Linked DNA regions of Mus musculus: region 1 is linked to region 2. The links are chromatin contacts, called in public promoter capture Hi-C maps. All regions are on one chromosome and are shown on one strand. Each heading gives the region's core, a stretch centred on a gene start, on an enhancer-like site or on the middle of the called end of the contact. The rest is flanking DNA. Distances are from core to core; before and after follow the strand shown. Region 1 holds the start of Usp31 (ubiquitin specific peptidase 31). Region 2 holds the start of 1110004F10Rik (RIKEN cDNA 1110004F10 gene).

Region 1 (3,892 bases), core at 1,187-3,686, 5.6 Mb before region 2:
GAAAAGCCAGGATTGGATGGTTTGGGTGTTCCTAGAGACCAATAAGTCTAAACTAGTAGGAGAAGCTTGGAAAGGCAGTTCTCAGATATTCCTCCAGAAACTCAAATGTAATTTAGATGTTTTCTTGTAAAATAAGCAATCTTAACTGAGTACCCTGAAACAGTAAAATGGGAGAGGGTCTTGTAGATCGAGCCTGCAGTTTACTGAAGTCTGTGGTGGCTTGAATGAAGGTGACCCCATAAGCTCATGTATCTGAATGCTTGGTCCTTAATTAGAGGAACTGCTTTGGGTTTTGGGAAGAAGTAGGAAGTGTTGCCTTGTGTGTCACTGAGGGTGAGCTTTGAGTTTTTGAAAGCTCACACTAAGCCCAGACTGGCTCTGTCTTTGTTTTTGTCTCTGTCTTTTTCTGTCTCTCTGTCTCTGTCTCCCTCTCTTGCATGCATGCACACACACATTCTTGTTCTTGCTCTCATTCTCTCTGCCTCCAACCTTTGGGTGAGATGTAAACTCTCAGTTACGGCTTCAGCGTCATCTCTGCCCACTTGCTGTCCACAATGATGGTGATGGACTAACTCTGAAGCTGTAAGCAAGCCCCTGATTAAGTACTTTCTCTTACCAGTTGCCTTAGTCGTGGTAACTTCACAGCAATAGAAAACAACTAACTCATTGTCTGTTGAATTCCAACAGGGTCAAGTTAATGGTATGGCCAAAAGGTTCTAAGAGAGTCTGCAGAAATGATGCAATTAATGAAGGCAAGATTTTAGAGATGAAGAGAGGCAAACTAAATGAGGAAGTTCAAGGAAAGATACCTGGAGCAGATGGATCAGCTTGGGTAAAGGTTCACAGCTGGGATCAAGTCGTTAGAAGCAGCAAGCATGTGTGCAAAGGTGGAGGGCCACAGGCTTCAGTTTCTATTGTGATCTAGTGGCATTCTTTCTGATGCTACAAGGAGCCCAAGGTACAGCTAAGATGGATGTTTTAATTAGGAGGTAGAAGTGGAGGGGATTTGAGCCTATTCAGAGCAAACCAAGAGCATCATTACAGGATACCATATTTAGTATTGAGTAGAAATCTAGAGGCCAAAACTATTTGCTTTGAGATGGGTGTAGGGTGGCCTTTCTATCTTTAAAATGTTATGGGCTTTCTTTCCCATTATCTGTTTTTTGCAGTAACCAGGGCTCAGGCTCATCTCTTAGCAAAGAGAACATACAAAGAGAAGGTCAGAAACCAGTGGATTTTGAGTAGTAGGCAGCCTTAATGCACGCTGTTCTCCCATGCAGTTTTTTTTCCTTTAAAAAAAATTGAACCAACATTTAAAAATAGAATTTCCACCTTTTCTCTAAAAATCAGCTGATCTGGCAACACTAAGCCCTCATTCTCACATGGGAACAACTGACTGGAGGTGAGCGAAAGCCATCTCTTTAGAAGAATGTTAATTAGCAGGTTGCCGCTGTCCACAACATTTCTTGTATTCCCAAGATATGTGAAGTATGACCTGATCAGCAGATGACCGACCCCTCACCAGGATTCTTTGTTCATTGCTATGACCTATCTAGCCTCTGCGATAGTAGTGCATCTGTGACCCTTGGTTTAAAGGTTAAGTCTTTGAGCCAAACTTGGGTTTAAATGAGATGTCAAAGGCACTGAACTGAAAACCAAGGAAGGTATTCCATGATTGGCATAGTGTGTGGAATACAGAGGTAATCATGAATGAATACCTACTGAGAGTGTACACTATAGGAAGGCAAGCAGAAACTCAGTTAGTTTCAGTCTTGTCGTATCCTTAGAGTTTAGTACAGTATTTGGCAAACAGCAAGTGTTCAGTTGCTATATTTACTGAATGAATGGATGGATGAATGAATGATTGAATGAATGAATGAGCAAATGCTCAGTTTATTGAGTGATTAAAGGGAGAGCTCAGAGGATTTAAAGGCTGTATTTTACAAAACTTTTCAGCAAGGCAATTCTAATAATATTACTTTGCTGAGACCTCAAGGTACATCCTGAAAGAAAAGCCCACCAGAATGTGCCAGCTCCGTGACCACGTTCGGGTGGGTACGCGGCAGTCCCTCGGGAGCCAGGCTGAGTTAACCCGCCTGGGACAAGACAAAGCTGTATCTATCAGCTCCTCTGCCACCTGGTACGTGGCAGCTTGATTTCAGTACTTTCTCTAGATCTTTTCTATTTGACAAGCAAAGACAGAGACCCACCCCTAAAATCCACCATCCAGCGCCTGCCCTAACGTTTAGGACCGTGCCCATACTAAACATGGCCAGTCTTGAGCTTCAACACGCAGAACCACGCCCTAAGCCGAGGGAGTCCTTGAATCAGGGTTCAGGGAGAGAGCTGTTCCCACAGTCAATATGGCGGCCTCGCAGCTTCAGTGCGGGGCGGGGCTGCGATGCCAGCGAGTCACGTGAGCTGCCCACTTGGGCGGCCGCGCGACGCACGCGCGCCCCTCGGTCGCCGCTCTCTTGCTCGCTCTCTCCGCGGCGCTCTGAGGTGGTGTAGGGCGTGAAGCCCCCCGGGCCGGGTGAGGCGCAGGCGGCGGGATGCGGCGGCGGCCGTGGCGGAGTCGCGGTCCGGGCGGACTGGCGCGGTGATGAGCGTCGGCAACCGCCGCCATGTCCAAGGTAACGGCGCCCGGGCCCGGGCCGCCGGTGGCGGCGGGCGGGAAGGAGAAGCGCTCGTTCAGCAAGCGGCTGTTCCGGAGTGGCCGCGCGGGGGGCGGCGGCGGCGCTGGCGGCCCCGGGCCGGCCGCGCCCTCGTCGCCGTCGTCGGCGCGCTCGGTGGGCAGTTTCATGAGCCGCGTCCTCAAGACGCTGTCCACGCTCTCGCACCTCAGCTCCGAGGGCGCCGCCCCGGACCGCGGCGGCCTCCGCAGCTGCTTCCCGCCCGGGCCGGCCTCCGCGCCCACGCCGCCGCCGTGCCCGCCGCCGCCCGCCTCGCCCGCGCCTCCCGCCTGCGCCTCGGAGCCGGTGCCCGGCGTGGCGGGGCTCCGCAACCACGGCAACACGTGCTTCATGAACGCCACGCTGCAGTGCCTCAGTAACACCGAGCTCTTCGCCGAGTACCTGGCTCTGGGCCAGTACCGGGCGGGCCGACCGGAGCCAGAGCCGGAGTCGGAGCAGCCGGCGGGCCGCGGGCCGCACGGCCAGGGCGAGGTCACCGAGCAGCTGGCGCATCTGGTGCGGGCGCTCTGGACGCTGGAGTACACCCCGCAACACAGCCGCGACTTCAAGGTGAGCCCGGGGCGGGGGGCCTTGGAGCTCGGGCGCTTCTTGGGCTCCTCCTCTTCGGGCCGGGAGGATTTCTGCGCTGGATGCTCAGAGAGTTCTGGAAGATAACCCAGATGACAAAGGAACGCATTCCTCCCACCATTCATCCAGCCAGCTTGGCTTCCGAGCGCCAGAACATGGGCGCCAGGTCCTGTGATCCGCCTTGGGGATGGATGTTGCCAGGACCAAGACCCTGCCTTCATGGAACTTCAATCTTTGGAGCGGGTATTGGTGGGAGAGTATCTATCCATCTGGGTTCGAATCCGGCTTCTGCTTCTTAAGTAGTAAACCACTGAGCCTCTTTATGCTCCCGTTTACCTGGTACTTACGTTTAGCAAGTTGACAGGTTACGTTGGACAGCGAGATTACCCAGTTTGGGCACTTCTAGCGGGTTCAGTGTGATACATAAAGTGCTTTAGCTATGTTAGTACCGTTCATGCTTAGTGCTTTTTTTTTTTTCTTTCTATTCTTAAGTACAATGAACCAGGTGTTATCAGATAGTACTTTGAAGAAGGCAGAACTTGATGATGTAATAGATGGAGGAGGTGGTCCTGGCCCTTGGCTTGCAGCTGCCCGTGTGCACTAAGAGGATGAGATTGGGAAGCAGAGGAGTT
Region 2 (3,676 bases), core at 86-2,585:
CTTTTACATCTACAATCTAGATCACTAAAAAAACCTAGACAAATTCCTAACAATGCAGAATGGCGGTATTAACAATGGAAGATCTAAATTCCAGTCGCAGGGAAGACAAGGGACATGAATTAATCTCACAGACAACCAGTCATCCCTCCACTCTTTTTTAATTGATTACTAATCTTCCTCACAAGGCTAAAATTTATTCTATTATTACAATTCTGGTCCACACCCCATCTTCCAACCAAAGGAGTGTGGTTCTTAGTATTCTCTCATTAACTACAAAATAATTCAGGGAACCTTTTATGGCTCACAAAGGACTTATGAAAGATGTCAAACTGCACTAAAAGTTACAATTCTGAAGCTGACAGTGTATGAATAAGCGAGACCAGCTTTCATCTGTCTCAAAGATGACTTCCTCATGTCCCCTTCCCACCAACTTCCCCATCAATGTTTCCAAGGGATTTCATTATAGAAGAACCTAATTTTACAAGTTACCTGCAGTTTCTAAACACTATGCTAGAGCTAAGACAAATATAAGCATCCTCTTTATTAATCTTCAATTCCAGTATCTGGCATTGTAGTCAGTACTGAACAGGTTAATAAGGGACAGTTTATTATTTAAACTGATGAGCTGAAGGCATGAGAGGGCAGGAAAAAGGTATCTGACATCAAAATGCGCTTCTGGGTCTCACTCCCTCTGACCTCGCCATTATTCCATCCCCAAACTGTCTACCACAATCTTCGGCTTAATATTGGTCTCTGTTTATTAAGAATGGTGTAGTTAGGGCAGCAATTACCAGTACACTGCAAAAAAGGATTCGGGCTGGAAAATTTGTCCAAATGTGACTGAACATTTCGCGATTGCCAGAGGAGCGTTTTAGACCAATGTCAGGACTATGACATATCTATCCTGAAATGACTAAGAAATGAGCTTCACCGGTTTCCCAAAACGCAAAGACATCTCGATTAAGCTCTTTTTCCTTTTCGACCCTTCTCAGGATTTCCTTCCTCAACCCCCGTTCCTACGCAGGTCTCTGTATCTCAGCTCAGGGCCTCTTCAATCCTTCAGATTCTAGTAGGAAAAGGAAGACATCCCTCGTTGCGCCCCCTTCCTTCGGGCGCTTCTTCCTCCATCCACCCTTCCCGGCCTACCCCAGCCTTCACTAGGCCTCAACCCTCATCCATTGTTATTTACATCGTCGTCGGGGGAGGCTGAACGTTTCACCCCGTGCGGGTGAGACTCCCGGGCAGCACTCATCGTAGCTGGGATCCTGACGGGGATATGCCAAACACACTCGCAGTTCTCCTCAAACGCGACACCAGCAGCCCTCACCCAGCCGCCGGACCAAGCAGCGCCACTCCAGAACGCAGAGCCCCCTCCGGCCCTTCACCGCTACAGTCGTCACTGCTGCGGCCGCTCGTCACCCTGGAGCACACCGGGAGTTGTAGTTTTTTTGGACTCACTCTTTACTGGCCTGACTAAGCCGTCTTCAGTGACTTAAACTACATTTCCCAGGAGGCCGAGCGAAGCATCTCGCGCGGCGTGGCGGGAGAGCCCTCGGAGGCTACGCTTTCTTCGGCGTGTAGAGGGAGCTTTCCCGTGGATGGGTATGGTGGTGATCGTTGGCGGAGAGCTTCGTTGCCACAGACAGACCTAGAGTGGGTTTTCGCCTTTTTGTGTGTGTGAGGTTCTGCCCTGTTAGTAAACACATTCATCATAGTTAAACACATAGACTTAAGTGTAATGTTTGAGGCTTTTTGAATACAAGTTCTCGGCCCAAGACAAAAACCTAAAACATGGCTTCTTCCCCCAGCCTAATGTGTGGTCTCTACTGCTCACACGGGATATTCTAACGTCTTCATTCTCTTCCTTTCCTTCCTTCCTTTCTTTTCTTACTGAATAGAGTTCAGTGTGAAGCTGAAGGCTTGTTAATTGGCTGTTTTGTTTTTCGTTTTTTTTCTAAACAGCTCCACCCCTCAGGAATTGTGGACCGTTTTCCACTGGGCTTAGTGTATTCTAGATAAGAGTGACCCAACTCTCTGATCCCTTTTTAAGGTAGATATTATTTGAAACTTCATCGACTGAAGTCTGTCTGCCAAAAAAAAATCCTGTATCTTTATTATTTTTCTTGGGGTGGGGGTGGGGGGTAAGTTTCCTATATAATAAACCCCTTTAAAGTTACAATACAGTAGCAGTCTCAACCTGTTTCAACTGTCTCCTCAGTCTAGTTGCAAGAGACCACCCCCACCCCGCCCCCTTAGGATGGATACATTCGCTGCCCTTCCCATTTGCAATCTTGTTTCTAGTTCCCTTTTCCTCATTTCCCTGCTCCCTTTCCAGCCCCAACTAAGCTTCCTGCAAGATCTTGTAGTCCAGTGTTCAGATACTGAAGATAAACTTCTGTATGTTATAGCTGAATTTGCATCCACAGGTGAACCTGACATACTGTCAGGATGACTTTCTTGCCCTTACTCATTCTGAAGACTTCCAGCCTTGATTTTTAAAAAGATTTTTTTTTCAAGTATAAACAAATAGTATGACAACAGTACATGGCTAGTCTTAAGTCCCCATACCGAGTGGTCTATGAGACACCTGTCAGTGTCTGTGCTCAGCAGTTACTCTAGTTGAACTACATTTCAGATGACGATGAACCACTGATAGAACTGTGCCCAAAGTGAAACCTGACTATGCCTGTGAACCTAGTGTCTGGGAGGTGGTGAAGGAAGATAAGAAATTCAAGATCATCCTCTTCTAAGTAATGTGTGGTTTGTCAGCCGAGTCTATAGTAAGACCTCCTCTCAAAATAAAAATAAAAAATAAAAATAAAATAAAAACAGTACCCCACCCCCCGCCCCTATCCCAAACATCAGGACTTAGAGCTATGCACACAGGGAAGACAGTTTCTTAATTTATGCAGTCATAGATCCAATTCCTTTATTTTTGAAGCAGAGACTAGCTTTTAAATAAATTATATAAAAATACGGTTAGAGCTATATTTAATAAGCCTAACCAAAACAAACTAATCTCTTATTTCTGTGTTAAACCACAATAAAGGAAAAAAAAAAACCCATGAAGAAAATATTTTTAGAAGTGGTTTTTTAGTCACTAAAATTAAAATATTTTACCTACTAACTTCATGACCCTACTTAGTTTTTATTTAACTTTTATAAATGCAATTACAATGGAATTCCATCGAGGTAACAAAGTAGGATGATTATAATTCACTTCAAATAGATTTGAAAAATTGTAATAAGCACAATTTAGAACTCTTAATGTTACTGGCAAAATAAGATGGCCCAGTAGCTACTTAAAGATAGCTAAGTGACTCTAAGATGAAGAGGATTATTATTAAGGTTAGTAAATATTAAATAATTTTAACTTTAGTAATAGATAAAAGTCCAGGAAATTTTAATGTGCTTTTTATTCACCAGATTTGTGGCACATCTGGATGGCTATGTGTTCAAGTTATCATAAAACATCATGGAGCAAATCAAACCTCAGAATAACATACTGTATTATTTGAACAGACTTGACTCAGTTCATGTTCACAAAGCTAGATGTGAAGATGAAACTGTATAGTAGTAGCAATATATGATGACACAGAGACTTAGTAATACTCTCCCTTGTTAACAAGAAGTCATCGATGGAGCTATGAAATACCTTCTCTAATACAAGACCATT

What was found. Promoter capture Hi-C pulls out the DNA fragments that hold promoters and counts their contacts.
Region 1: a contact with region 2 is called in a promoter capture Hi-C map of pre-B cells. The contact joins the promoter of Usp31 here to the promoter of 1110004F10Rik in region 2. A contact is called at or near these places in 1 of 39 promoter capture datasets (pre-B cells) and 1 of 484 Hi-C or Micro-C datasets (CD4 T cells).

Annotation. Positions count from the first base shown.
Region 1 is chr7:121,705,986-121,709,877 of GRCm38.p6, reverse strand. It overlaps Usp31 (ubiquitin specific peptidase 31), which reads left to right and starts at 2,436. Exons shown (of 16, transcript NM_001033173.2): 1 at 2,436-3,242. The coding sequence starts at 2,625.
Region 2 is chr7:116,091,039-116,094,714 of GRCm38.p6, reverse strand. 1110004F10Rik (RIKEN cDNA 1110004F10 gene) reads right to left here and starts at 1,335. Exons shown (of 5, transcript NM_019772.2): 1 at 1,190-1,335. The coding sequence starts at 1,252. 1700003G18Rik (RIKEN cDNA 1700003G18 gene) reads left to right here and starts at 1,566. Exons shown (of 4, transcript NR_029433.1): 1 at 1,566-1,653.